Linked DNA regions of Mus musculus: all the other regions are linked to region 3. A link is a contact called in public HiChIP or PLAC-seq and promoter capture Hi-C data. All regions are on one chromosome and are shown on one strand. The core of a region is the stretch at or near the end of the contact, and the rest is flanking DNA. Distances in the headings are between cores, read along the strand shown. Region 1 holds the start of Hjv (hemojuvelin BMP co-receptor). Region 2 holds the start of Mrps21 (mitochondrial ribosomal protein S21). Region 3 holds the start of H4c14 (H4 clustered histone 14). Region 4 holds the start of Plekho1 (pleckstrin homology domain containing, family O member 1).

Region 1 (6,664 bases), core at 3,384-5,883, 260 kb after region 3:
GGCCGGCGTCTAGTTCCCTACTCTCTCCCTCTCTCTGCCTTTCTACAATAAATGCCTTAAAACCATGGACTGCCTCTTCTTATCAGAATCCGCCGTGCAGGAGCAATGGAGCAGATCTTCCTCTAAAGAGCCGGGCATCTAATCTCCCACAGAAGGCCTCTCTGCATTCTCAGCCACGGCTTCCACCAGCCCAAGCTGCCACCAAGCAAGCCTAGGACTCTCCTCCCTGTGGGACCCAGTGGGAGCGCTCTTCTCCCTTTTCCCTCTGGCCTTGGGCCAGAGCCAGCCCCGAGGGCACCCACTCCATTCGGTGGCGTCTGTGGTGCCCAAGAGTGAGAACCTGTTGTCCTTGGCCTCCGTGCAGGCCCAGGGACCCCGAGCCAATTCCAGCAGGTCCTCGGGGACCTCAGACTGCGGATCCCCACCCCTGGAGCTGGGTCCTCCGTCTTCTCACAGCCCGATGCCTGCCCAGAGGTGACATGGGGTGCATACAGTCAAACTTCCCATGTCCCACCTCGCCCAGTGGCACAAGCCATGGTCTGGACACGGGATGCCATTTTTAACCCACATACCTGAACCTCTCTAGCCTTCCAAGTGTTGGGACTAAACACTCCATGCAGTGTGACATCTTCATTTATTTACTGAGTGATTCTAGAATTTTTCCATCAGTTTAAGATATGGTTTTCATAAGAAAATCAGAATAAAGCTAGGAATAGTGGCTCACACCTGGAACGCAAGTGTGTGGGAGGTGGAGGCAGAGGGATCATCCTAAACTACGTTTTAGGTTGGAAGCTAACCTTTGAAACTTTGTTTTCAAAAATACAGAAAACAAAACAACAAAAAAAAAAGCTGGTGAGGTGGCTGGGTGGGCATAGGTGCTTGCCACCAAGCCCAACAGCATTGGTTGGATTCCCCGGACCCACATAGTAGAAGGGCCTGAAAGTTGTCCTGTGACTTTCACATCTGCACTGTGACACACACTCACTCCCTCCACCCACAAATACATAAATAAAAGTAGTGAAAATTTGAGAACAAAAAAAAATAATTAACTATTTTTTCCCATTTACCAGCACTTCTCAAAATGGACGATACAACAGCTTTCTCCAATACTAGCCGATCACCTTTTACTTTATTATTTAATCTTTTTTTATAGTCCAGTCATTATCCTCCTCCCAGTCTGCCTTCCAACAGTTCCTCACCCCAGTACTCCTCCCCATGCTTTTTACTTTTAAGTATAATTGTGAATTGAGGCTTAAAATACTTGGTGTGTGTCAACCCAATATACTCAGTTTCTATTTTGATAACTAATTTGTCCTGTCTTTGGAGAGCGACAACTATCTTTTTGTTTGCTTGCTTGATTTGAGACAGGACCTCACTATGTAGCCTTGGCTAGTCTGGAACTCCTTATGTAGGCTAGGTTGGCCTGAAATTCATAGAGATGCATCGACCTCTGCCTCCTAAGTGCTGAGAATAAAGGCATGTGCCACCACGCCCAGCTTGATACAGTATTTTAAAGCTTCCTTGTTTAGCTTGGATAATTCCTGGCTCCAAATGGGAATAGGTTATTTCTCCAAAGAATTCTGATTTCTTGTAGTGGGACATCATATTTCTGTTCCACAACTTGGACATTAGAAGTGTTCACTACCAATGATCACTGCTTTGAGGTATTTTCATAATAAATTAGGAATAGTTAAAGACAAAATGTCATGAACACACAGTTATCTTTGTATTTAAATTTTTTTTTTTTTAAATGTGTATGGGTGTTTTGCCTGCATGTACGTCTCTGCGCATCTTCATGCAATGCCTGAGGAGACCAGAAGGAGGCTCCAGGTCCCCTGGAGCAGTTTAGATTTGAATTACGGGAGTTTTTACTTATCAACATGAATCAGTATTTCTATCCCACATCAAATATCATGGCTCTCTAAAGTCCAAGAATTGGCCACCTGTAATTATAGCACCCAGGAAGTTGAGACAGGAGGATCGCAAGTTTCAGGCCAGCCTAGGCTATATGGTGAAACTCTGTTTCAAACAAAACCAAACCAAAACCCCACCATTATTACTTAAAAATAAGGTTTTATTTTTGAATGTGTGTCTGTGTGTGGGTTGAGTAGTTCCCAAGGGGACCAGAAGAGAGCATTGACTCTCCTGGAGCCCCTGACGTGGATTCGGGGAACCAAACTCAGGTCCCTTGTAAAACCAGCAGGTGCTCTCAACTGTGGCTCCATCTCTCCAGCCTTCCTTAATTTCTTTTTAAGCCCACAGCAAACTCAAAATAGTTCCAGAATAATACCAACGCCACTGTCAATGATAGTGAGGACTGTAAAATACTTTGGTACTAGTTGGGCACAGTGGCCCCTGCCTATAACCCAGCACCTTCAGGGTAATTATCTAAATCATCTGGCCAACATAAAAGGTTCTAAGCCAGCTGGGACCACACATATAACAACACTCTGTTTCAAAACAACTGATTCCTTAAAAATATTTTTATTTTTTAAATTTTATGTGCATATGTGTATGCCTGAGTGTATGTGTGTATGTGCACCACATGTATGTGTATGTGGCCTGAATGTATGTATGTCTGTGCACTAACTGTGTGCAGAAGCCATTAGAGGTCAACTGAGGGTATTGGAGCTCCTAAACTGGAATTACAGTTAGTAATGAGCTATCATGTGGGTGATAGAAGTGGAACCTGAATTCCCTGTAGGAGCAGCAAGTGCTTCAACCACTAAACCATCCTTCCAGCCTCAAGAAACTGTTTTTTTTTTGCACGTATTTTGGGTTTCAGAGTATATGCCACTTTGCATTTTATAGACAACCTAGTATGTCTTAAAGTCACTTGATTAATTTAGTTGGGGGATGTCTTAGTCAGGGTGTGTATTCCTACACAAAACATCATGACCAAGAAGCAAATTGGGGAGGAAAGGGTTTATTCAGCTTACACTTCCACATTGCTGTTCATCACCAAAGGAAGTCAGGACTGGAACTCAAGCAGGTCAGGAAGCAGGAGCTGATGCAGAGGCCATGGAGGGATGTTACTTACTGGCTTGCTTCCCCTGGCTTGCCCAGCTTGCTCTCTTATAGAACTAAGACTACCAGCCCAGAGATGGTCCCACCCACAATGGGCAGGGCTCGCCCCACTTGATCACTAATTGAGAAAATGCTTACAGCTGGATCTCATGGAGGCACTTCCTCAAGGGAGGCTCCTTTCTCTGTGATAACTCCAGCCTGTGTCAAGTTGACACACCCAACCATCCAGTGCAGGGAAATTTTATGGAATAAAAGTTCTTGGGATGTGGGCTGGTGAAATGGCTCAGCAGGTAGGTAGAGGAACTAGCTACCAAACCTCACATTTGGCCCCTAACGCCCACATGGTGGGAGGAAAGAATTGACTCCTATAACGTTTCTGACATCCACATAGGTACACACAGACACACAGAGACAGACATGTTCTAAATAACTTAATGTAAAAGATTATTGTGATATGGTCTTGTATAGTTGAGAAAAAGCTAAATTCATTATAAAAAATACATGTGCTCCCACACTTCTCTTGTAAAGTGTGTGTGTGTGTGTGTGTGTGTGTGTGTATGCGTGCCTGAGAAGGGACCATGTACCATGTGGACCTGTAGAACTTCATGTAGAGCTGACAGGGCCAGAAGCTTTTGTGACACACTTTGTAATCAGTCCTGTGCTGCTTTCCCTTGGCAAGTACTGTGGGACAGTGTCCCAGAAATGCCACCAGGTGAAAAGACGGACATAGCTAAAACCCTGATTATAATTGAATCTTCAAACAGTTTGTCTATAAAAGTATATTCCCAAATGTCTTCCTTCTGAATTCACCTATCTAACGCCACTCCTCTGTGGATCAGTAGTGTTCAAAACTGACTCCGATTCTTCTCTCTGCCTCTGTTACTACCCCGGCCCCGGCCCCTGCAACCTGGAAGCTTCTGTTTTTTGTGTTTGTATTGATGAGGAGGAGGGAGGAGGGATTGTTGCACAAACTAGTGTAATGGAAAAGGTGGAGAGAGAGTAGACAGCTGCAGAGATCTGATCTGGGCAGACGGAATAAACCCTTCTCGAAACAATTCTGCTCTCGGATTTCTCGGGACAGCTGGACCTTTCAGCTTCTGAAATAGTTGGCAGAGATGGGGGAGGGTCTCTGAACTATGCTTGCCGTCCATCTTCAAAGCCGGCCACCTCAGTGTATTATGTGTAGAAGAAATTCAATGGAATCCTCAGTAAAGAGAGGATGAGAGCAGTGAGTGACTGGCATCACACAAAATCACCACCAGCAGTCTTAAAGGCATTACTGGGAATACTGAGTTCATTACTGGGAATGCTGGAGGGCCTGAGTGGCAGCTTATAAGCTACAGTTGGATATATGACTTGGCCATCATCTTTCTTTATACTCTCCCTCCCTTGGTATCCAATATTTCCATATTCCATCCTTATTTTGCTCATCGTTCCTGCTGCCTTAGCTCCCACACCCCACTGCCACCAACGTTCCTGGAATTTTGGACCTAGCTATTTTTAAAACTGTCAACTCAGTAGGCACCTCCCTCCTCCTCTCAGCTGTCCAGTACTTGGGCCAACCATATACTCTCCCTCCCCCCTCCCCCCACACCAAACCTCCTCTGGCTCTCTGACCTGAGTGAGACTGCAGCCATTCCGGGGCAATCATGGAGAAAGAGATGGGGGACCCCCTGGCTGGAGCAGACCAACAGAATAGGCAACTATGGCTCGAGAACCCAGTATCAGAGTAATGCTTGACCTCGGGAAACAGTAAGTCCAGATGAAATGTCGATCACTTTGATAAGCTTTTGGGTCAAGGCCAGAACTTCATAAAGTTACAGACATCTGTTCTGAAAACTAAGATCTCCCCTTAGCAACTACCCCAGTCTTCACTTTTCCTCTTGCCTAGATGTTTTCTAATCCATGGCCATTTGATGTTTAATGCTGCCTCTCTCTGGCTTTCCTATTTTCCTCTCCATCTTATTACACCAAGACCTTGGGAGAGGGGGAGGGGGCAGTGCTAAGGACTGGGCCCAGGGCCTTGAGCATGGTAAACACTCAGCTACCATCGAGTTACACTCCCATCCCTACCTCAAGACCTCTCTGACCTCCTGCTCATATGCTTATCCCAAAGTAGGGTTTTGACAGGAGAAAAGGAGACAGACCCTCCCCCATATCTGTTCTCCTCAAAAGACCAGGAGTGTCTGGATTGGGCTTTTCAGCTGGGTCTGGAAAAACACATGAACTGTTAGACAGAAACATATATTAATTTGAATGCTTGATTTGTACCCCATCCTGTGAGAGGGATCGTACTGTCAGCCCTCTGGAGAGGCTGAGAGACCGGCTCTCCTTTCACTGGGAAGGTGATATCGTAGACAGGGCGTCTGCCTACCATGTTACCCTTTGTGCCCTTCTAACACAGTGAAGAAAATGAAACGGCAGGTGGTTTCTGGTGGGAAGGATCCATAAGAAGTATGTTCTTAAAGCGTGATCAGATCCTGGTGCTACTGGGGACCCACTGACATGGTCAGAACCTCACTTTCTCTAGGGGTCCTCCATTTTTGGCACATCTGCTATTTGGTAGTCAGGATGGGGCAGTACACTGGACTCTGCACACTGAGGTCACTCAACCTTCCCTCCACCACCACCCCGCCCCCGTAGGCATATTGCACAAGGGACCTGAAGGTGGCCGCAGGGGCAGGGCACAGAGGCTCACCAGCCACGCTCACCCTCTGGAAGCCTCCTTCTTCCCAAGATCCAGTCTGTCTCATTTTTGTTTTGGTCTCTTCAGATGCTCTCTCTACCCACCATCTTGACTGGTCTCCAACCCTTCTCTTTCCCCACACTCAGCCAAATTTCTTCTTCCAGTCACAGAAGTACCCAGAGAAATTCACTAGGTAGGAGGCTCATCATCTGGGAAGAACCGGTGCCTGGGGGGACCTGGCTGGATAGGTATGGGCCAGTCCCCTAGTCCCCGGTCCCCCCACGGCAGCCCTCCAACTCTAAGCACCCTCACTCTCCTGCTGCTCCTCTGTGGACAGGGTAAGGAAGGGCCAGGGAAGGGTTGGACATATCCAGAGGTTAGGATGCTGGGTAGGAATGAGCGCGCGGGGGTGGGGGTGGGTGGGGGTGTGGGGGTGTGGGGGGTGGGGGGAGAGTGAGGAGGGATGTGTGCTGAGTCCCAGCACCTCCCAACTCTGAAAGAGGCCTGTCTTGTTTCCCATTTAACTTGAAGAAGGACACAGATGGCGTCCTTAGACCCCAGGGAAAAGAAGTCTGACTGCTTTACACGTTTTTAGTAGAGGAAAGGAGGGAAGGAGGCAAGGATTGGGAGAATGAAGGTTGAGATTGGGAAAGCGGCCACGCTGAGTGGTAGGAACGGTGGGATGGCGGATGGTTTTTGGCAGTTAGGTGCATACTGGACTTGGATAGAACCTGTGTCTCATTTCACTGCCCTCTCCCTTCCGTCCCCAGCTCACTCCCAGTGCAAGATCCTCCGCTGCAATGCCGAGTATGTCTCGTCCACTCTGAGTCTTCGGGGAGGTGGCTCACCGGACACGCCGCGTGGAGGCGGCCGTGGTGGGCTGGCCTCAGGTGGCTTGTGTCGCGCCCTGCGCTCCTACGCTCTCTGCACGCGGCGCACGGCCCGCACCTG
Region 2 (7,350 bases), core at 1,792-4,291, 390 kb before region 3:
GTATGCAAGTATAAATGCAGGAGAGTGCTCATATACTAAATAAGCAAGTAAGTAAATAAATAAATCTAGTAATAATTAGATAAGAATGTGACCTGGCTTCAAAGAATAGTTTGAGCCTCTCGTTCAGAGGGGATGAGAAATATTTTATTTCTTATGCTTTGCTTTATAGTCTTGAAAGTAGCTAAGAGGTATACATCTCATTATGTATGGAAAAGTGGGCAAGGAAGTAGGTGCTGTTGAAAATGAGCGTTAAGTGAACCAGAGGAGGACTTAGTTGGCGGAGCACCACCGTCACATAAGAGAACTTTCTCCACTACCTGCAGCAAAACAATCTTCATGCTAAAATAAAGCTTATTATGTCTTTCGGCCTGATGGCCAAGGAAATAAGAGAAAAAGTGACAAGCTAAAAAGAGGAGCCCAGCGGCACACATGCCAGCACTCAGGAAGCACAGTGGGCAAAGCTCTATAAGCTCCAGGCCAACCCGGCTGCACAGCAGCTCCAGACCAGCCAGAGCTGCACAGTGAGACCCCTCTCAACAAACAAACAAACACACCACAGCCAAACCAAACAAAGCAAGAGCTGGAAAGACCTCACTGGCTACAAGGGCACCTCTCTCTCTTCCAGCACCCAGGTCAGTGGCTCACAACTTCCAGAACTCCAGCTCCAAGCAGGCCAATGCTTCTAGCCTCTGGCAACCTGCACTCAAGTGCACATGCCCACATACACACACATCATTAGAGATGAAATAAAAAGGCATGCCAGGCTACGGAAGCCTAAAAGAACTAGAGTGGTACAGTATCATCTGGACGGACTAGTCTCCACCCACAATGTAGTGTCCAGACAGTTCTCCACGGAGCCTCTCCTCTCCAGCCGTGTCACTGTGTTTAAGTGGAGGTGTAGGTTTGTTTCTGTCACATGTGTGACCTGCAGAGGGCAGGCAGGAGAGTGTACTGGATCCCTAACATCAGTTGTTGGTACTGGGAACCAAACTTGGGTCCTCTGCAAGAACTGCAAGCATTCCTGATCACTGAGCCATCTCTCCAGCCCCTAGCTCTATGTGTCTGCTTATGCTATAACTCTTTGGAACCTGAAATGCCTTCTCATCCATGACTTATTTCTTCAAGAGCACAATTAGAATCCATCTTTGCTAGCCAGGCACGTAAACAATATCAAACACACGATCAACCTCAGCATCTGGGAGACGGAGGCAGGAGGATCAGGAATCAAGGTAATCCTTGGCTACACTGCCCATTCTAGGCCAGCCTGAGCTACATGAGATGAACAAAAATCACAGAGGAATTAATCCTCTCTAGTAGCCTTATTCCACAGATACTGGCTCAGCTGAAATGCACCATGCCTCTGCTTCTTGTTTCTCATTCCCCTCCCAGACTTTTTTTTTTTTTTTTTTTTTTTTTTGACATGAGGAGGGGTCATCTGAGACTGAGTCTAGTCACCATCATCTAAATTATTCTCAAATTCTTCCTGTCTCTACCTCCCAGGTGCTGGGATTACAGTGTGCCCAGCAGTTTTTCGGGGTCTTTGGATAGAACTCAGATTTATCATCAAGGGATGATAGCTGCTTGTTGGATAAGCTCCATCGAGCTGAATTTGGAGAACTTCATTTTTAGGATAATAAACTGAAGGGATAAGAAGTGTCCAGAGGGGCTGGAGAGATGACTCAGTAGTTAAGAGCACTGGCTGCTCTTCCAGAGGCCTTGAGTTCAATTCCCAGCTACCACATGGTGACTCACAACCATCTGTACTGAGATCTGGTGCCCTCTTCTGATATGCAGGCATACATGCAGGTAGAACACTGTATGCACAATAAATAAATTTAAAAGAAGAAGAGGAGGAAGAAGAAAGAGGAGGAGGAGGAGGAAAAAAGGAGGAGGTGGAGGTGGTGGTATTCAGAGCCTACACAGAGCTGGCACCAGTGGTAGGCTTTATGAGGTGGTAGGCTGGGTGCAGGATCACCTCACATTTCCCACGGCTGGTCCAGGCAAGACTCGACTCATTTTACCTGTTCAGGGTCCGGTAGGCACCTTCCACGTTCCCCTCCTGAACCATCACTGTCCTGGCAATGAACTTCAGATGTTTAGCCATGGCCTCGTATTTAAATCTTCATTCTTCCGGGACTACAGACTGGACATCGAGCATGGAAACCAGAGACTCAATGTAAGAGAACAAAGCCCAACAGAGTCACAACTTACCATAGGTAGTTTTTATTTAATTTAGCAACAGAACCAGCTTGAGATCCACAGAACTGGGCTGGAGGAATTCTCCATATCTTAGTAAGTACAAGTAAGTCTGGAGAGATGGCTCAGTAGTTAAGAGGATCCAAGTTCGATTCCCAGTACCCACAGGGTGGCTCACAACACATACAGTCCCAGGGAATCCAACACCCTCTTCTGACCTCTGTGATGCACAGACATACATGCAAGTAAAACACTCACACACATAAAATATAAATAACTTTTTTTTTTAATGAAAAAGTACAAGCAAATTGTTAGCAACATTTCTTTCACTACGCAGTGATATGGCTTAGCAGGTAAAGGCGCTTGCCACCAAGCCTGATGACCCGAGTTAGAGCCCTGGATCCTTACGGTGGAAAGAGAGGACAGACTCCTGCAAGCTGTCCTGACTTTCGCCCCTCCCAACCCCCCGGTCACACCAAGAAATAATTAAAAGATAATTGCCGGGCAGTGGTGGCCCACGCCTTTTATCCCAGCACTTGAGAGGCAGAGGCAGGCGGAACTCTTGAGTTCGAGGCCAGCCTCGTCTACAGAGCCAGTTTCAGGGCAGCCAGGGCTACATAAAAACACTCTCGAAAAAGCAAAGCAAAGCAAACCAAAAAATAGGTTTCCGCTGAGAGTTAGAAAGAACTCTTCGTCCGCCTCTAGGCACCACGCGAAATCTTGCCCTCCCGCCATACTCGCTTTGCAGCTCAGTGAACCCCCCCACACCCCTCGAGCTCCCTACCTGGGGCCTCTGAATTCGGACTCCGGGTCTCTGCGGACCGGAAGCGGAAGCTACGGAGTCCCGCGACGGGAGGAAGCTACGCTGCAGGGCTCAGCCGACTGCAGCTCCGCTTACCGTCTGACCTTGCGAAGGTTCGGTGCTGAGCGCAGGCGCTGGACTTTCCGCCTGACAGTCAAAGGAACAGCGTCCTCACCTTCCTATGGAGGAGTCGCGGTCGTCGGGTCTGCGAGAAGGTCAGCCCGATCCGTAGCTCTAATCCTGTTAAACTTTTACTAGATTTGAGCGATTTCGTTTTCTGGATGGGAAATGGGAAGCGTCCTGAGAATATTTTCTATTTAAAAAGGACAGATCTGCTCACCGGGTGAAAAAAATGGCTCCACACCCCCTAATCTGCCTAAAAGTTAAGAAAAGAAATTACATACTGTGAGTTTCCCATTGCATCAGCTACCTAAGCCATTTCATTAAATAAAGTAGAATCAAAAAGAAACAAATGGGAAACGCCTGCAGAATTTTAAATCAAAATATTGTTGTTTTAATGCCAACTTTGCCATTTGTTGCCTTGTAAGATCTAGTAGAATTTTTTTTTCTTCCATACGTCTGGACAACCCTATGTGTATGTTATCCCCACATCTCCATATATGGTTATTTACATGGGTTTAGAAGTATCCATATACAGAAAAACCTACCCACAACACACACAGATGCACCCTCATCTGTTACTTCTTTAAGGGATTTGCTTTTATTTTGTGTGTGTGTACGTGTGCCTGCGTGTATGTATGTGCACCGTGTGCGTGCGTGCGTGCAGGAGCTCAAGAAGGATTGGAGAGGTGTTGGGGCCCTGGAACTGGAGTTAATAGGAGGCTCTGAGCTGCCATGTGGGTACTGGGAACAGAACCTGGGTTCTCTGCAAGAGCAATTAATTTTCTTAACCACCGGGCCATCTGGCCAGGTCATTATCAGTTAATAGGTATTCACACAAAATTTAAGCCTGCCTCGTAGTAAGCCAAATCCAAAGTCCCAAACTGAAGCTAGACACCTTTGTGCTTGTCAGCAAACCTAATTGAATGACTGTCCTCTGCTAAGCACTGCTGATACTATTCCAGTGTCTCTTGTACAACTGACAGTATGTAGACACAATTTTAGGCCCAGTCGCATATAATAAGTGCAAAATTAATTCTATGGACAGTACGTAATCCGTTAGAAAGGAGTTCTAGCTTCAGATTCTAAGCATCAGCAGACGTATGACTTTGAACAAGTTACTCAGACTAGGGGTCTGCACTTTTTGTCTAAATAAAAATATTGGAATACTACCATGTTTATTTGTTGATATTATACGGCTCTCTTGGGCTATAGTGGTAGACTTGGGTAGAAGAAATGGAGATCTGTGACCTACAAATACTTATAATCTAGATCTTGCTAAACATGAACTTTCAATCTGGCTTCTTATTTGTAAAATGATGCTAACATCTACTCTGTTGGTCTCACAAAATTGGTCATAAGAATCGAATGGGCTCACAGTCAGCTATTGGATGGATCACAGAGCCCCCAATGGAGGAGCTAGAGAAAGTACCCAAGGAGCTAAAGGGATCTGCAACCCTATAGGTGGAACAACAATATGAACTAACCAGTACCCCCAGAACTCGTGTCTCTACCTGCATATGTAGCAGAAGATGGCCTAGTCGGCCATCATTGGGAAGAGAGGCCCCTTGATATTGCAAACTTTATAAGCCCCAGTACAGGGGAACAGCAGGGCCAAGAAGTGGGAGTGGGTGGGTAGGGGAGTGGAGAGGGGAGGGTATGGGGAACTTTTGGGATAGCATTTGAAGTGTAAATGAAGAAAATACCTAATTAAAATATATATTTAAAAAAAGAATCGAATGGGATATAATGTAAGATAATTCATTAATTTTTGTTTTAATTTTAAGGTTTATTTTATTATTATATGTGTATGAGTATTTTGCTTACATGTATGTGTGTGCCTACATGTATGTGTATGTGTGTTATGTCTGTGCCTGGAGGTCAGAACAGAACACTGAATCCCTTGGGCCTGGAATTACAGATGGTTGAGAGCTACCATGTACATGCTGGGAATTGAACTTGGGTCTTCTGCTAGAGTAACAGGTGCTCTTAACTGCTGAGCCAACTCTTCTCCTCTTGTTATCATTTTCTTTTTTACTAGACTGAAAAAAAAGTTTTTATAAATGTATATGGGGGGTGTTGTCTACATGCATGTCTGATGTCCAGAAAAGCCTGAAGAGAGCATCAGATCCACTGGATCTGGATTTACAGATGTTGTAAGCCATCATATAGGTGCTGGGAATCTAACCTGGGTCCTCAGTAAGAGCTGTCAGTACTATCAACCTCTGAGCCTTCTGCCCAACTGCAATGCCCCTAAGTTTTAAGCCTAGATATCTAGAAAAATGTTGGCATCATATATTTCATCAACAGAAGAGGAGTCATTGTGTGTGTGTGTGTGTGTGTTTGTATGCATGTGTGTGCACTCGTGCAGGTGTATGCATGTGTACATGTGTACAAGAGCTCCCATAAAAGCTCATGTGTGGGGGCTGGTGAGATGGCTCAGTGGGTAAGAGCACCCGACTGCTCTTCCGAAGGTCCAGAGTTCAAATCCCAGCAACCACATGGTGGCTCATAACCACCCGTAACGAGATCTGATGCCCTCTTCTAGAGTGTCTGAAGACAGCTACAGTGTACTTACATATAATAAATAAATAAATCTTTAAAAAAAAGAATAATAATGATACATTTTTTTAAAAAAAGCTCATGTGTATGTGTCATAGCACATGTATGGAGGTCAGAGGACAACTTGCCAGAATTGTTCCCCTCCTGGCACTGGGTGGGTCCCATGTCTGAGTCTGAACTCAGATCATCAGGCTTAGTGGTGGGAGACGCCATTACCCACTGAGCTATCTCACCAGGTCTTTTACTTTATAGATGTGTGTGTGTGCGCGCATGTGTGTGTGTGCGCGCACATGTGTGTGTGTGTGTTCGTTCTTGTGTGCCCATGTGTGCATGTATGTGCAGACATATGTACACGTGCATGTTCCTGGGCATGCCCAGAAGAGGGCATCAGATCTCTCAGAGCTGTATAGCTGTGGGATGCCCTGGCCTGGCTTACTAAATGGTTTCTGGGATTCTGACTCCAATCCTTATGATGAGATGGCGACTGCTCTTGACTGCCTAGCGGTCTCTCCAGTGTTCCTCACACGTCTTTTAAAACAGGGTCTAGGTTGGTCTGGAAGAAGATGTGTAGCTGATGATGACCCTCCATCAGCTTACGATCCTCCTGCCTCACCTCCCAGGGGCTGAGATGACATCCACGTGTACCCATGGCTTTGTGCGTGAACCACCAGCACTGTATGGCGCTACCTCCACAGCCATAAAATGCTAACATTTTAATAAATTTTTAGCTAATTGAAAGTATTTGGACTTATTGTATATGTATGAGTGTTTTGCCTGCATGTATGTGCACCATAGGAGGTCAGATATCCTGCAACTGGAATTACACAGGTTTGTGAGCCACCATGTGGGTACTGAAATCAGAATTTTGGTCCTTTGCAAGAACAATGGGTGCTCTTAACGGCTGAGCATCTCTATAGCCCTCTGTAATTGAAAAACAACAAAGACTTCTCTCTCTCTCTCTCTCTCTCTGTGTGTGTGTGTGTGTGTGTGTGTGTGTGTGTAAGCCTACATAGTTATGTGCATGTGCAGAGGTAGGAGGACAACTTACAGGAGTTGGTTCTCTCCTCCCACGGTGTGGAATCTGCATGTCCAGTTCAGTAAGGCTTGCCTACAAGAGCCTTTATCTGCTGAGCCATATTGCTGGCTCCTTCAGTCATTTTTTTTTTTTTGTATAAGTGATATACCAATATACAAATGAACTCCCCAGCAGAAATGCATACAATCAGTTTACCTTCTTAGGACAGATGATGCAAAGTTAAGATGATTTATGATGTTCAGTTAAATCCCAAAGCTTCCCCAAAGACCTGCAGGCCATTTTGTTTACTGATGGTTTCACCTGGTGTAACTTGTTAGCCTAGCTTGACTCTATGAGCAGCAGAGGAGCATAAAAGCCCAGCAGAGATCTTCTACTGAAACTTACATGTAAACTTGACAGTTTGATTCAGAGACTTTGTATCCCAAGGTGCTGGATAAGATGATTGAATATATATATAGAAAAACCAAGACTGGAGCCTCAGAGCACACCCACACTCTGGTAGGTGGAAATGGGGCCATTAAGAAACCTAGAAAGTGCTGCCAGTTGGGTAAGAGGAGAATTGGGACTGTATGTAGTCACAAGATCTAAGGTAGGAAAGTTTCAGAAGGTAGCATTAAGTGTCAAGTGATACAAT
Region 3 (7,022 bases), core at 4,408-6,907:
CTGATTCCCCAAAACATACTGATTTCTGTAGTTTGAGATTCAGAAAAGTATCTAGATTCCTCATCATATTCAGTATTTGGTACCTTGGACTGCCGAGCCCCCCCCCCCCCCCCCGTGTGTGTGTGTGTGTGTGTGTGTGTACACCATCTATTTCTTCTGGAGGTCAAGATCAAGTCTTGATCCCTTCCTTTGACAGCATTAAGATCCCTTCCTAAGACAGCATTTATCTATTAAGCATCATGCTTAAATCTACTTCTCCCTATAGTAGTACTTAATGCTGTTGAGAGCCACCGAAAGTGAAGACCAATAAAATATAGTTCATTTTTTTGAGGAGAAGGCCTAGTATTTTTCCTCCGACCTACACATATCACCAAATTTTGCAAATAAAAACTAAAATGTGTTGGGGTCCAGGAGTCGCCCACAAACCACATGAACACCGATTCAGTCAAACAGGGATGGTTTATTAAATGCACACCCTAACCCTGATCGATCAGGGCTATAGCTCAGAATTCAGGGTCTGAGGCCATGACCAGGAATATTTTTCTGTGTCAGCTTATAAAGGCTAAAACCACAAAAGTCACAATGAGCTCAAACACGGGTGCAGGATGTGCTGCCTGGTGGCAGCCCCGACTCGGGTCAGTTTAGACATAACTTTATGTTGACCTTTAGTTTGATGAGTCCTTCAGGAAGCTTATAGTTGTGGAATTTCTTGATATTAACAAACCTTAAAACATACAGGATATAACGGGGTATGTGGTCAGCATGGCCCTGCTCTGAGTCCTTATTTTTCTGGGTCAGTGACTGGCAGGCACATTACAGTAACAATATGAATAGCTGGTGGACTACAGCTATGCTAAGGCAGGAAGGCCTCAAAAGAATGCAAAGATAAAATACAAACAAACAAACAACAACAAACCTGCACTCAAATTTAATTGAAAACTGTATTTAAGACGTAGCCTCACTCCTTTCCACCCCTAAACTCCTCCACAATTTCTCATCCTGAGCCAATCAGGTCAGTCCGCTCCTTTCCAGTGCATAGGCCCACTCCTCTGAGACCTCGTTTCCCAAGCTGCCAAGCAGGGCTTGCTCCTCCCTACCCTACAGCCTGAGAGAATCCTCCAGTCAAACTCCTTTCTATGCCAAAGCCACTCAACTTCCCCACCCATCAGGCAGGCTGTACTCTTTAGACTTTCCAGCTTCTCTGTGATCTGGAGGCTGTGAGCCCCCTCAGTAGGTACCTATCCTCTGCTTCACCCTGTTGCAAGATAATTGAGCACACTGTGAACCCTGAGGTTGTGTTATGGTGTGGCTTAGACCTTCCTCGCACACACCTTTAATCCCTCTGGCTGGAATACAGACACACCCTTAGTACATACCTTTAATCTCAAACAATATAGGTAAAGTTAGTTTGTAGAAGGAAACGCTAAATTTGAAAGTCATGTGGCAGACAAAGTAGTGAATGAGAGAAAGATTTGACAGAATAGGATGTGCCCAGCTCTTACAGAAAGAGAGAAGAAAGGGGAGAGAAGTTACTTAAGGGGTGGGGCAGAGAGAGAGGAGACAGTTTTACTGGGATAATTGTATAGAGACAGGTTGCAGAGAGAGAACAAGCTAGACAGAACAAGCCAGAGAATGAGAGGAGCCAGAGGATTGGAACAGACTGCCAAAGTTAATATGAGGCAAAGCAGAGTAATCAGAGGCTGAGAGAATCCAGATTGAATCAGTCAGCTTGGAGAGGTGTTAGAGCCAGAACAGCTGAGTGGACTAGCCAGCCAAAGTTCAGAAAGAATTAGGAAGAGGTGAGCTTATTCAACAGCAAGTCTCAGACACTGAAAACATTCTAGGCCTTGATTAGATTGTATGGAAGCTAGAAGCTTCCAGGAGTAGATCTAGGTCAGCAGATAGAGGCAGTAAACCTCTCAAACCACAATTATATCAGAATAAAAGTTAATTTTACATCACCTCAAAGGTCTCATGGATTCTCTCGGGATCTTATTTTCACTTGCTGCCAAGGCTACCCTGCTCCTCTGAGATCTTCCATCTCCAAACTCAGACAAGGTTCGCTTCTTCATATGCCATCCCTCCTCAGGGATCTAGACACCCAGCTTCCCTTGATCATCTGCCCCAAACCATTTGCTAACCAGAGCTTAGTCAACGTTTCTGCTGCCCAACCACCCACCTCAAAAGAAAGAATGATTAAAAGATATCAAGTTGGGAGGGAGAGGAGATGGGGGTTGGTCTGAGGGGAAGTGGGTAGATATGGCCAAGATACTATATATATATATATATATATATATATATATGTATATATATATATATATGTATATGTATATATACATATACATATAATATATATATATACATATATATATGCATGAAAAATTTAAAGAATAAAGAGTGGGAAAAAAAGTTGAAGTGAAAACTTCTAGTTTTTTGGAAAGTTAGTTATGCCAAATGATGTTTTGAGGGAGCACACAGGTGAAAGAATGTCTTGCTAAAGCAAACACATGAAAGACTGTTTTCCTGAAGCAGACAGAGGTGAAAGGATGTTTGGATACAGGGAACATGTGAAAGAATGCTTGATGAAGGAGTATAAATGTGACCTCACAAACAGTGGAAGACAGGCACTGAGCATTGGTTTGGTTTGCTCTGCCTCAGTATTTTTCGCTAAAGACACACACACACACACACACACACACACATATTGGTTCGCCTTGTGAGACATTGAGAGAAACTCACCCACTCACTGCTCATGAGGTTCCTGGGCAGCTTGCCACTTCAGCGGCCTCGCCTCAGGCAGGTTGGAGAGCCTGGTGGTTTCTTCAGGATTGAACTACAGCTGTCTGGTGTCTGCTTGCTGAGAGAACTGGACTGTAGCTGCTGGTTCGTGCCTGGTGTCTGCCTGCCTAGAGGACTGGTCCACAGCTGCTGAGTCTTATTTGGTGTTTGCTATGGGACTGAACTGCTGCCCAAGAAGTTCAAGCTTGCCCCAAAGAACTATTGCTGAGCATTCCCACTTATCCTAGTAACTTTTCTCTTCCACTCCCTCTGCTGGGTGGTCGCTAGAAGAGAGATCGAACCCTTATTAAAAGTAGGTTGCAAAAAAATTATGCCTACAGAAAATATCCCAATAATAAAGGAGATTCTCTATCCCATTCCCTTAGATTCTCCTGATGTAACGCATTGCCTTTAACCCAAATAAATGAACATTGGTACAATAGGAGAAACTCATTGCATTTCACCAATTTCCCTATTAAGGTCCCATTGGCTGAAAGAGCCAATCAGGACGTTGTTGCTTGGCTCACCAGGGACTCTAGTGTTCTCTAGTAAGTCAGTTTCCCCTCTTCCTTCATAAGCAAAGGCCGATGCCAGCTTCTGAATCTTGACTCTTCCCAGAGACAATTTCTGGTTGCCTCATACGGTCTTGTAAAACATTACCATTGGGGGAGAGCACATTAAACATGGTCTGAGTTATGCTTCTTACAATTGCATATAGTTATCTAAAATGTATTTCCTTTAACCACAATAATTATAGGTGGATCAACACAACTATATTCCTATGGTGATCCTCACAGTATACCCGAGGTGATATACACTAAAATCCAACTTCTCCGATTGGAAGTTGGATTTTCATAAGTGATCGTGAAACGGAATGCAGAGGCTGCACGTCATCTCACCTGAGTAAAAGGTTAATATGCAATAGCAAAAATAAAATAAAAACAAGCCCACAGCCAATAACATGTTCAACCCAAATCAGCGTGCTACAGAATATAGATGCATACATAGAGAATGGCTTACTGCGTTCTTGGCCATGTTGAGAATTTGCTTTTGCCTTATCAAAATTAAAATGCACCATCTGATCAACGGTACACATGTTTTGGCAAGTCTCTTTCTAAACAGGTCCCAACACACCACACACCTGAGTGGCTTCTAAGATTTTCTTTCACTAAATAATATAGTGTGCCTCCACTCACTTATTGTTCACGGTGGTTTGGTTTTGTGTTTGTTTGTTTGACTATACATTCTTTTCTTTTTGTTGTTTTTAAGATTTTATTTTATGTATACGAATACACTGGTCCTCTCTCTTCAGTCACACCAGAAGAGGGCATCGGATCCTATTAGAGATGGTGAGCCACCATGTGGTTGCTGAGATTTGAGCTCAGGACCTCTCAGTCCCCTCTCCAACCCTCAAGGGGTTTTTTGTTTGTTTGCTTGCTTGCTTTGTTTTGTTGTTTTGTTTGTGACAGGGTCTTGTGGTTCAGGCTTTCCCCCAAACCATGCAGAAGTGGTCCTTGAACCCCTAACCCTTGTTTCCTCCCTGACTTGCTGGGATTATAGCTGTCACCACCTGGCTTGCTTATGTTATGGGACATTAAAATGTCGTTGCAATTGTATCCCAGCAGAGCTTCGATCCCAGTCCACTATTTCCTAGATCCATGCCTAAACTGAGGAGTTTTGCGAGGACTTTTGGGGGTCCTGCTTGGTGTTTAATTGTAAAGACACCGGAGACATCTGGATACAATAAAGCTGTTGGCCTGTTTGCTGAGACAGTCCCTCAGCTAACCCATCTACCTAACCCGACCGACTTCTTGCCACTGTGTCCCACCACGTGTCTCTTTAAATCCCTGTTCCGTTCTTGTCCCTGCTTGTCTCCCGCCTGTCCGGCCCAAGCTTCTGCTGCCAGCTCTTTATTCTGCAGGAGGCCATACGCCTAACTCTTCCACTGAGCCAATCAGCAGCAGGACAACGCCCGGTCTCTCTTACGTAGCCTTTTGGCGCAGAGGGTTACGTGACCTCCATCTAGGCAGCTAGCTTTCTAACATGGCCTGAAGAAAATCTTTTGGGAAGATGAGGAAGGATAAAAGGTGGGTTGTGGGGCCATAGAAACAATACCAAATATCCGGTCAAGCACAGCCACTCATTGGAAACACAGGGACACAGCCACATAGCCATTTGATGTGTGGACATAGGTCATCCCATCCAAAGGGTCTCCTTATTGCAATTCTGCTCCAAACAGCTAAAGAAAATCTTAGCCAGTCTCTTGACCTGACAACCAGCTCACACACTAAGTAGGAATTAAAATTCCCAGTGTGAGCTATCCTGCTGGATGCTATCTATCCGCCGTGGTATAGAAACTTAAGTGGATGGCTCTAAAAGCGGAACACCTAGTAGCGTTGAGTCACAAGGAAAACTAGCGTCTTTACCTTACCGAGTCTAAACCCACGGTTATTACCTGTACAACCCAAGTCAGTGTCAGCTCTCCTGAAGAGACTGTGGTTGGCCCTAAAAAGGGCCGTTAGGGATGGGGGGGGGGGGAATTGAAGCGGCGGCGTCTAGCCTCCGAAGCCGTAGAGGGTGCGGCCCTGGCGCTTGAGAGCGTACACCACATCCATAGCGGTGACGGTCTTGCGCTTGGCGTGCTCGGTGTAGGTGACTGCGTCGCGGATGACGTTCTCCAGGAACACCTTCAGCACACCACGGGTCTCCTCGTAGATGAGGCCGGAGATGCGCTTGACCCCACCGCGCCGAGCCAGGCGGCGGATGGCGGGCTTGGTGATACCCTGGATGTTGTCACGCAAGACTTTGCGATGGCGCTTGGCGCCACCCTTGCCTAGACCCTTTCCACCCTTTCCTCTGCCAGACATGGCTAATGTAATCTGAAACACCAGCTGGTGAGGCATTGGAGGTGGAGTGCCACTAATATATGAGAGGATCGGACCAGATTGAAAACTGAAAGCGCGCGGGCGGGAACCTTTCTAAATTATCCGGGCTCTGGATGTTGCATCATCTTCCTGTTTTTCTTTTCTCTTCTCTGCCCTCTACCGGTTCCTTACAGTCTCAAGCCTTTATTTTTTTATTTTCGATTTTCTTAATTATGGTGCCGAAGTCCCTCGGAGAATTCAGATTCCTCCAAATAAAACTTAGAGATAACACAGACTTTAGAAAGCACTGACGCTAAAAAGACAAAAGACCGGAGAAAGAGAAAGTTAGAGATGAGGGGGGAGTGCGCTGCACTGAAGGGCCCGGAGCTCCTGTTAGGTAAAAACCGCAGCAAAAGTTCCAGTAACCAGCGTGACAATCGAAAGCAGAGGACCCAGGAATGTGTGTGGAAGGGAAAGGTCGCGGGCGTTTCTGCGTACAGTCGCCTGTTTCGTTGATAGAGACACATTATTCAGATCAAGCAGAAACTAGATCATAGGAAAACTGAGGATGCCGCCGATCCTTTTCACCGAGGTCAGTGGGTTTCCACGCTCTTCTACCCAAAGGCCCGCTGACTAGCCGAGCAGCCCGGGAATGCTGCTACGCTCGTTTCCACAAGTCCTTTGAGGCCCGCCCTTTGTTTTCAGTTATTCCAAACTGTCTCTACTATGCAGTAGACTAAAATTCACTTTTTCAAGTGTGTGTCTGCTTTATACAGTGACGCCCTGGGAAATGAACTGGAGTCTGTACTTCTAGTATGTCCGTCGTTCCCAGGGCCACCCATAGAAGAATCTTGAGAAAGCATTCTGCATCAGAAAGAACGGTAGTGGGTTGGTTGGGACTTGTTTTTAAAGTGATCTGATAGGCCTTGTTCTGACTGTTCCTTTATTCTAACATCTATATGTGCTCATGAATCCCCACCACCACCACCACCACCTTTTTTCTATCCAGATTTTCTGGCTCCAGACATGTAGATAGATGTAGGTTTTGAGTCACCTTAGGCTGGGGGCTCAGACTCCCCTCTCAACTCAAATGTTTTAAACCTAAGACCTGTGAATTGTAGATCTTAGAGGGAAGAGAGCTCCCTCCTACCCCAGTAACCCTGGGCAGTCATACACGTCTCTTGATGGATAGATCCTGTTTGTAGACATGCCTCCATGCCCAAACTAGCACCCTAGAATTCAGAGCCTCTCCATCCCGCAGCCGCTGTTTTCTCATTCCCATGGCGACCCCTGGAAGCTGTGTTGCTTCATATCTCTGTATTGTGCGGACTTCTCCACATCCTTGACTATGTCCCTAATGGGATGTGATTTCTGTGTCTT
Region 4 (7,268 bases), core at 1,355-3,854, 270 kb before region 3:
AGGGGAGGGGAGGGGAGGGAAGGGAAGGGAAGGGAAGGGAAGGGAAGGGAAGGGAAGGGGAGGGAAGGGAAGGGAGCTCTCCTGGCGTGGACAAGGCTGATAAGGCACTCTGGGAGTGGGATGCATTGACAGAGGTCAGGAAGGGCAAGGGTGGGAGGCTGGGTGAGGTAGGCAGCAGGATAAGTAGATGCCAGTGCCCAGAAAAGACAGATACCCTGGCACCTTGCTCTCTATTGTATTCTGTCTCTTCCTCACACCGAATTCCCAAAGTCTCATTTATGACTACATCTTCCAAATTAACCCTCTGTCTCTCGGCCCACAGTTGTACCAAGCATTCAACCTAACTTCCTCTACTGTGAAGTCTCCCTAAGGTATGGATCAGTTCCTACCTCTGGTCCTTGATCAGGTCAGTGAAGGGATGCCCTTGGAGAGTTAGGAATGACCCTACAACATCCACGGAAGGGCTTCTCTAGAGAAAGGAGTTGTGGGAGACCTTGCTTTCCCCAGAAAGGAGGACTGAGACAGAATGCTTAGCAGGGTTCCCTTCCTCTTTTGTTTTTGCATGTAAATTGCAAATACACTCTGCTTTTGGGTCTCACATCTTCAGTGCGTTGCTTTGCTACTGCTTTTGTTTACAGGCTGAATAAACAGTGTCTTGTGGCAGCTTTGCCCTTAGCCCAGGCCCACTGGACCATGGAACTGGTTCTGAAGAAGGGTCAGTATAAGGTGCCGTTCCCTCTTTTCCACTGCCCTTCCCAGCAGGGGGCATCTGGCCCCAGGTCTAGTCAGATGCTCCTGAGTCAGAGGACAGCGGACACTCTAGGCTGAGGTCATCCTATCTTCTCTCTGCTCTGCATCTCTCCCTCTCACACCAGGTTCTGCCTTTTAGACAAACATAAGAAGGGGAAAAGGCCTTGTTTTGTTTCTGTAGCCCTTCACTGTCCTCTGGTTTCCCCTCGGACCTGTAGGAAGCCCTTCCTGATTGCTAACTACATTTCCTGGCATTATGAAGTTCGGGGAAGACAGGAGATATGAGGTGACACCCACTGCTGCTTTTAAAATAAACAAAAATAGAAAGCAAGAGAATCGTTGGGGGAGCTCTCTGTAGGATTCGAGAGCAGGTAGCAGTGGCCCTCGAGAGCACACTCGGTCAAGGCTTCCCTTAGCTTGCTCTGAGGCCTCTCCAACCGTTATGTTTTGGCCCCTTCAAGAGGGGCCTGGGGGCTCAACACTAGTTCTCTGCTTGTCTCAGTAGACTGCTTTGAGATGAGTACAGCTCTCCAGCTGCAAGTGTATCTGCTTCGACACCATAAAAGGCTTTATTTACCCAAATACAAGGGCAGAAAACAAGTGTCTAGTGACAAAAGCAGAACAGGTTAGAGCTAAGGGAGGGCTTCCCACTCGGTTGGTTTTGGGTGAGGGCAGGCAAGGGAGGAAGGGCCAGTCTGAAAGGGACAGGAACAGGCCACCATGATCAGACAGTCACAGGGAAGCAAGTTCAGTTTCTCAGCATTCTTGTTATTGAGTCAAGAGTTGGGGCTTCACAAAGGGGGAAGGGATCTGGATTCCACGACCTGGCTTTATATTCTGACCCCATGTGCCGGGCTGTGGTTTCCTGTAAAACTACAGAGCCAAAGCCATGGAGACACACACACAGGCGCTCACAGTCCTAACTCCATTCCCCCTGTCTACAAATAAAGATGGGCAGAATATGAGTTCCTTGAATTTTTTTTTTCTTTTTTCTTTTTACCCTTTAAGTGGAGTGGACGGTGAGGAACAAGCCTGGTTCAGGATGCTAGCTCCTACAAGAATCCGGCATTCACCGCTGCTCTACCCCTGGTCCCAGAGACTGCCTCCAAGTTGTGTTTTCTATGATTTAGGGAGACTGTGCTACTCAGGGGACCTACATATGCCCTCCTCCCTCCCAACCCCCGCAGGAACGGAGAGAGTGGTGGGCTGGGGTGGGGAAGACAGGAAGGATCGAGGGATACGAATACCAGTGTGTAACAAAAACAAACCCCACCAAAACCCCCAACCGTATTTTAGGGGGCCAGAATAGAGGGAGAGGCGGCGGATGTCAGAACTTCTGAGAAAGGTGTCCGCAAAGGCACATCAAATAAGTAAACTCCTAAACCCCACTCAGGTTCTCTCACTCGGGGGTGACTTTTTTCTGCAGACACAGGACTTTTGCGACCCCTGAACTTGCAGAGATGGAGGCGGGGCAAGCCGGAGAACTAGCCGCCGTGGGGACAGGGTCCCGACGGCTCGCGCAAGGGCGGGCGCCTACCTCCTTCTCGGAGACGTAGAGCTGGTCGCCTTTCAGCACCACATAGCGGTTTTTCCAAATCTCCCTGAAAATCCCTTTCCCGCAGAATTTCCGGACCCAGCCGACCTTCTCGGGCGCCGCAGACTGATGGTTTCCATCCGGAGGCCCCTGCCCGGGGCGAGACGAGGAGCGGCGGCTCAGACTGGTCTCTGCGCCCTCCCCGCCCCCCCCGCCAGCCCCAGCCCCATTGTCCGCGCGCCGCGCACTCACCCGCTTGCCGGAGCCGCTCTTCTTCATGGCGGGATCGGGCGGCCGCGCCCGCTGCTCGCTCGGCGGCTCGTGCTAGCCGCAGGCCGGGCCCCCGCTGCCCCCGCCGCCCCCGTCGCCCATGCCCGCCCCCGCCGCACCGGCCCCGGCCACCGCCGCTGACGTCGCGGGCTCCGAATGAAGGGCGGACCGCGGCGCCGCCGCCGTGCGCTCCCCGCCCCCCGCCTTTGTTTCCGACCCGGCACCCGGCGGAGGCGCGAGCGGATAACCGGGAGGCGCGGCGGTGGGGGCGGGCCCGAGGCGTGGCGAGCGGGATGGAGCGGAGGCGCCGTGGGAGAGCGGCCGCCTCGGACCCGCAGACTCCGGCTGGCGGAGCCCCGGGAGTCTCCACTCTCGACCTACTGCCGGGCGGACGTGAGCGCCCCGCGAGGCCTGCGGTAAACACGCGTGCAGCGGCGGGGAGGCCCGGAGGACGCTCGGACCGCGAGCTCTTCTGAGTCCTGTGTTTCTGATGTGGCTTGGAGGGAGCCCAAGTTTGAGCGCGGCTTTCCTCACCACTCCTGGGTCTCTGTTCCCCTACCTGGTAAAAGGAGGATCAGCTGACCCATGAAAGCCCGCGAGGACCCAACTGTGTCTTTTAGGTTCAATTACTACCAGACAGTAAGCTAATAAACCTGGTGTATGGTAAACACAACCACCACGAATGAGTAAAGCCCAGAGCAGGGGAATTATTTTTTCCCAGAGACGTCCAAGATGAAGTGTTGGTAAGTTTGTGGTTTGAGGAGTGGAGGATGTTTGGGCTTTTTGGGAGAGAATTTATCAAGAAAGATACCTCTTCTTAGACCCACCGTGCTTCCCAGTCCTGCAATCTCACTAGCCATATAATTGACTTCTATTTCAGGTGGATACAGAACTTTATGCTTTCAAAATGCTCTTATATTGGCACTTTAGAATGTCGAGTACCATTTTGTAAGGCATATAAGAGTGAGGATATTATCCCTTGGGAAAAGATCAGTCCAGCACAGGGAACCATTTGTCATGCTCAAACTGACACACTGCTGTTACATGAGTTAGCATAGAGGTTTTCTAACCCGGGTCTGCCTTTTAGACTTTGTACACGTGTACACAGCACACTTTGCAGACTACCCCCTACACACACAGCACACTTTACAGACTATCTCCTCCTCATCTCTGTTTGGTACTGGCCTGTTTAAAGGGCAAAGAAATGACTGAGAAAGGCTTTAGGAGGGAGCCTATGTACTAGCATGAGGGCACAGCTGAGGGAATGAGCTTTTGGGAACTTGTTGGCTGAGCAGGTAAGAATGCTTTGGATTATTTTGTCTTTATTTTTTAATAAGACAAGGTCTTTTTTGTTTGTTTGTTTGTTTTGGTTTTGGTTTTTTTCCTAGACAGGGTTTCTCTGTGTAGCCATGACTGTCCTGGAACTCACTCTGTAGGCCAGGCCATCACTGCTGGGCTTATGACAAGGTCTTACACAGCCTACCTATGCTGCTTTCAGACTTGTTACATAGCCAAGGCTGGTCTTGGTCTACCGAGCCTCCTGTCTCCACGTGATTTACCAAGTTTAAATAGGGGCTGAGGGCGTGGCTTGTGGTAGAGTTCTTTGCCTAGCACTCAGCAGGGCGTCTAGCATAATCACCCGCAAATCACCCGCACTCACTCCAAGGAGGAAAAGGAAAGATAGATTTGGCTCAAGGCAGAAGGAATTCATGTCTGCCTCATCTCCCTCTTCTCTGCAGCTTTCATTTAGTCAACAGCTACTAGAGTCTGTCTCTCCAGTGTGCAAGACCCTGGGCTCCGCACAGCACCAGGCAGGAGCTAGTGCTCTGTGAAACATCAGGCGGAGGGACTCGTAAAAAATAACCAAAGTAATTTTCAGATTCTGGAGCAGATGCTTGTGGGCTGCAGCACCTTCTCTGCCTGTCTGTGTCTTGAGATGTTACATAAATCTCTGGCTGGTCCCCATCCCTCCCGGCCCCTCCCTCCCAGTAACCTGAAATATTAACCTTATAGCCCTGGCCTTCTCCCTCACCGTTGCTTCGTTGCCTTGACACTGCATGCTCCTATAAGCCAGCTGGTTTGCTTTAAAGCTGGCCTTTCTCACCGAGTGAACCTCATGGCACCTGCATTTGGATCTAAGTGGGACTGTTTTTAGAGACCAGTGCTTAAGTGAGAAATTGGAATAGCACTTCTGGTTTCCTTTACACATTGTTATAGCACTCAGTGAGCATCTCTCTCTCTCTCTCTCTCTCTCTCTCTCTCTCTCTCACACACACACACACACACACACACACACACACACACACACACAACTTGAGCTAATCTCTCTAGGGAGATAAGATCCTGCAGGGACTCATGTGGCTTAGCATGCCCACCTGTAAGAGCATCACCAATAGCTCTACTGAGCAGTTAGGGGGATAAGCAAAAACTCTCAGAGGTAACATCTTGTGAATTGCTGTTTATAAGTTTACTGGGCAGAAATATCTGAGCTGACATTTAAAAACAAATATCCTTGACTTTAAAATCCTATTTTAAAAATAGGATTGGTGTTTTGACCAGGACATTTTAACCTATGGGAGAGAGGAAGAGTTATTAAAAACATAGCTCCTTAACTAAAATGTTTTTTAATAAAATGAGACCAGTAATACTGGAATGGTCTGTAAATATTATACTGGATCATTGTATTTAGTCCTTACTGTCACATGAGGAAGGCACTAATTATCTTCACTTTATGGAGGAGGAAACTGAGCCAGCCACAAAAGACGATTATGTCCAGTATTGGTTATATAAATGTGACAAATCTGAAGGATGCTAAGGAATACTTATCAACATATAAGTTAAGGGGTTCAGCAGTCAAGTGTGCTTGCGGCTCTTGCAGAGCCCCTGAGTTCAGTTGCCAGCACCCACACTGGACAGGCTCTAACTCCAGCCCAGGGAGATCAGATGTCCTTTTCTGGTTTCAAGGACAATCACACCAGCATGTGCACACATACATACATGAACATGAGCATGATTATCTGAGGACACTGATTTCTATCACTGCTTCAGGAGAGGCAGACCAGAGCTTTCATCTGCCCGCATAATTAAACATGTCCAGATACAGGCTGTGCCTTCATTGTTTGTCTGACATCATCTCGAGTCTTCACCTTATGAATTCCCATGAATGAGCCTCAAAGAAACCAAACAATATCCCTTACATCTCTGCAGATAGATTCTTATTGCAACCCCACATGGGTTCTCAATGCTACAGCAAATGGCTCTAAAAAGAAATGAGCATGAGGGATGAGGTAAGGGGACAGGGGGCTGTGTCCCCCGAGTCTTGGTCCTGGAACCCTGACTGGGACAGAGGAAAGAACAGACACAAATACCGGTCTAGAAAAGCCAGGGCCAAGCCAGGCTGTGGTGGTGCATGTCTTTAATCCCACTTGGGAGGCCAAGGCAGGCGGATTTCTGAGTTCGAGGCCACTACTATAAAGTGAGTTTTAGGACAGCCAGGGCTATATAGAGAAAACTTGTCTTGAAAAACCAAAAGAAAAAAAAAAAAGAAAGAAAAAAGAAAAGAAAAGACAGGGCCAGATGGGCTGTCTGTACTCTGATGGGCAACCTGGGGCCTCTGTGCACTTATGTACAGCCCAGGGGGGGGAAGTTAGTTGGTCTTGGTAGGTGGTGTCTGTCTGTAGGGGGGCAGTCTCAGGCTGGTCTTGGTAGGTGGTGTCTGTAGGGGGGCAGTCTCAGGCTGGTCTTGGTAGGTGGTGTCTGTAGGGGGGCAGTCTCAGGCTGGTCTCGGTAGGTGGTGTCTGTCTGTAGGGGGGCAGTCTGAACCTGATCTGGGAGAAAGGCTTTGCCAACTTTACAAAGGTCTGATACCATGGTCCTTAACATGGCTGGCTCATGTCAGAACTTCACTTGTTTAGGATATCAAGAGAAGTCAGGACCTAAGTGATGGTACCGCGTGCATCACATGGCTTTCTGAATCCCTCTTATCTCTGACAACACATTTCTCATATACTACCTCAACAGAGCCCATCAAACACTGAAGCCTGTGCTGTCAAATACACAAAGAGTGTGTTTATTCCATACACAATCACAAGTGGGTCGGGGTGGGCTCATCGTCGGCTCGCAGTCCCGGGGTCTGTTCCAGCAGTCCAGGAATCGGGGTTACCTGGAGTGAGTCAGAGCAAACACAAGGGCCAGCCCCAAAGCCCCTGGTCAGCAGGGAAGGGCCGAGGCAGGTAAGAGGAGGCCATGACATTCTCGCCGCTCTCCACTGCCATCTCATCTTCTGTTTGCTGACCTTGAGGTGGCCTGCGAGCTCTCCCTGCTGCGGCTGTGCAGCCCAGAAGCCAGGACTTCCTCTAGGAAGCTGACAAAGAGACTTCAGGTTATTTGGCAGAAAAGCAAAAGCCTCACCAAAGCAGAGCAGCCCTCACGGCTGTGACCTGGTAAGAAACATGAATAGAGCTGGAGAAGTCCTGGTCGATACCATGTGCCGAGTCCGACTGGCGGATAGAACGTCCTGCCCAGGAGGACAACGCCTTTGTGCACATTAGTGCGTTTTCCTTTTCTGGGCCTGGCGCTCACTGTGTGATGCAGGCCGGTGTCACACAGCCTTTTCTCTAAGTGACAAGATCCTAAGTGCAGCTGCTATGCTAGGCCATGTGCCAGAGTGTTTGTGTAGAGGTCAGAGGTACAGCTCAGGTCATCAGGCTTCGCA

The links. Promoter capture Hi-C pulls out the DNA fragments that hold promoters and counts their contacts. HiChIP or PLAC-seq counts read pairs in DNA pulled down with a chosen protein or histone mark.
Region 1: a promoter capture Hi-C map of liver shows a contact between it and region 3, with 2.2 times the contacts expected there. The contact joins the promoter of Hjv here to the promoter of H4c14 in region 3. A contact is called at or near these places in 14 of 39 promoter capture datasets (the 3T3-L1 cell line, the HPC-7 cell line, HPC-7-derived erythroid cells and 10 more), 3 of 15 datasets of contacts at CTCF or cohesin (the NIH/3T3 cell line, embryonic stem cells and large pre-B cells), 5 of 484 Hi-C or Micro-C datasets (bone marrow-derived macrophages, cranial neural crest and embryonic stem cells), 14 of 115 datasets of contacts at active chromatin or transcription factors (the 230-238 cell line, the SCID.adh cell line, bone marrow-derived macrophages and 9 more) and 2 of 9 other capture datasets (adipose tissue and liver).
Region 2: a contact with region 3 is called in a promoter capture Hi-C map of liver, with 3 times the contacts expected there. The contact joins the promoter of Mrps21 here to the promoter of H4c14 in region 3. A contact is called at or near these places in 9 of 39 promoter capture datasets (the 3T3-L1 cell line, 3T3-L1-derived adipocytes, embryonic stem cells and 5 more), 2 of 484 Hi-C or Micro-C datasets (embryonic stem cells and pro-B cells), 3 of 115 datasets of contacts at active chromatin or transcription factors (bone marrow-derived macrophages, double positive thymocytes and effector CD8 T cells) and 3 of 9 other capture datasets (adipose tissue, liver and pancreatic islet).
Region 4: an H3K4me3 HiChIP or PLAC-seq map of craniofacial prominence shows a contact between it and region 3, with 2.7 times the contacts expected there. The contact joins the promoter of Plekho1 here to the promoter of H4c14 in region 3. A contact is called at or near these places in 8 of 39 promoter capture datasets (the C10 cell line, the HPC-7 cell line, cranial neural crest and 5 more), 6 of 484 Hi-C or Micro-C datasets (B cells, liver, nephron progenitors and 1 more), 11 of 115 datasets of contacts at active chromatin or transcription factors (bone marrow-derived dendritic cells, bone marrow-derived macrophages, craniofacial prominence and 7 more) and 1 of 9 other capture datasets (liver).

The regions. Positions count from the first base shown.
Region 1 is chr3:96,520,552-96,527,215 of GRCm38.p6, forward strand. It overlaps Hjv (hemojuvelin BMP co-receptor), which reads left to right and starts at 4,634. Exons shown (of 4, transcript NM_027126.4): 1 at 4,634-4,779; 2 at 5,878-6,051; 3 at 6,484-6,664. The coding sequence starts at 5,964.
Region 2 is chr3:95,868,473-95,875,822 of GRCm38.p6, forward strand. Mrps21 (mitochondrial ribosomal protein S21) reads right to left here and starts at 3,042. Exons shown (of 3, transcript NM_001355759.1): 1 at 2,981-3,042; 2 at 2,022-2,143. The coding sequence starts at 2,104. It overlaps C920021L13Rik (RIKEN cDNA C920021L13 gene), which reads left to right and starts at 3,050. Exons shown (of 4, transcript NR_040446.1): 1 at 3,050-3,213.
Region 3 is chr3:96,257,660-96,264,681 of GRCm38.p6, forward strand. H4c14 (H4 clustered histone 14) reads right to left here and starts at 5,658. Exons shown (of 1, transcript NM_033596.3): 1 at 5,275-5,658. The coding sequence starts at 5,645. The coding sequence ends at 5,334. Gm20627 (a long non-coding RNA gene) reads right to left here and starts at 91. Exons shown (of 3, transcript XR_375857.2): 1 at 1-91.
Region 4 is chr3:95,993,235-96,000,502 of GRCm38.p6, forward strand. Plekho1 (pleckstrin homology domain containing, family O member 1) reads right to left here and starts at 2,605. Exons shown (of 6, transcript NM_023320.2): 1 at 2,537-2,605; 2 at 2,288-2,434. The coding sequence starts at 2,563. Vps45 (vacuolar protein sorting 45) reads right to left here. Exons shown (of 15, transcript NM_013841.3): 15 at 6,598-6,917. The coding sequence ends at 6,830.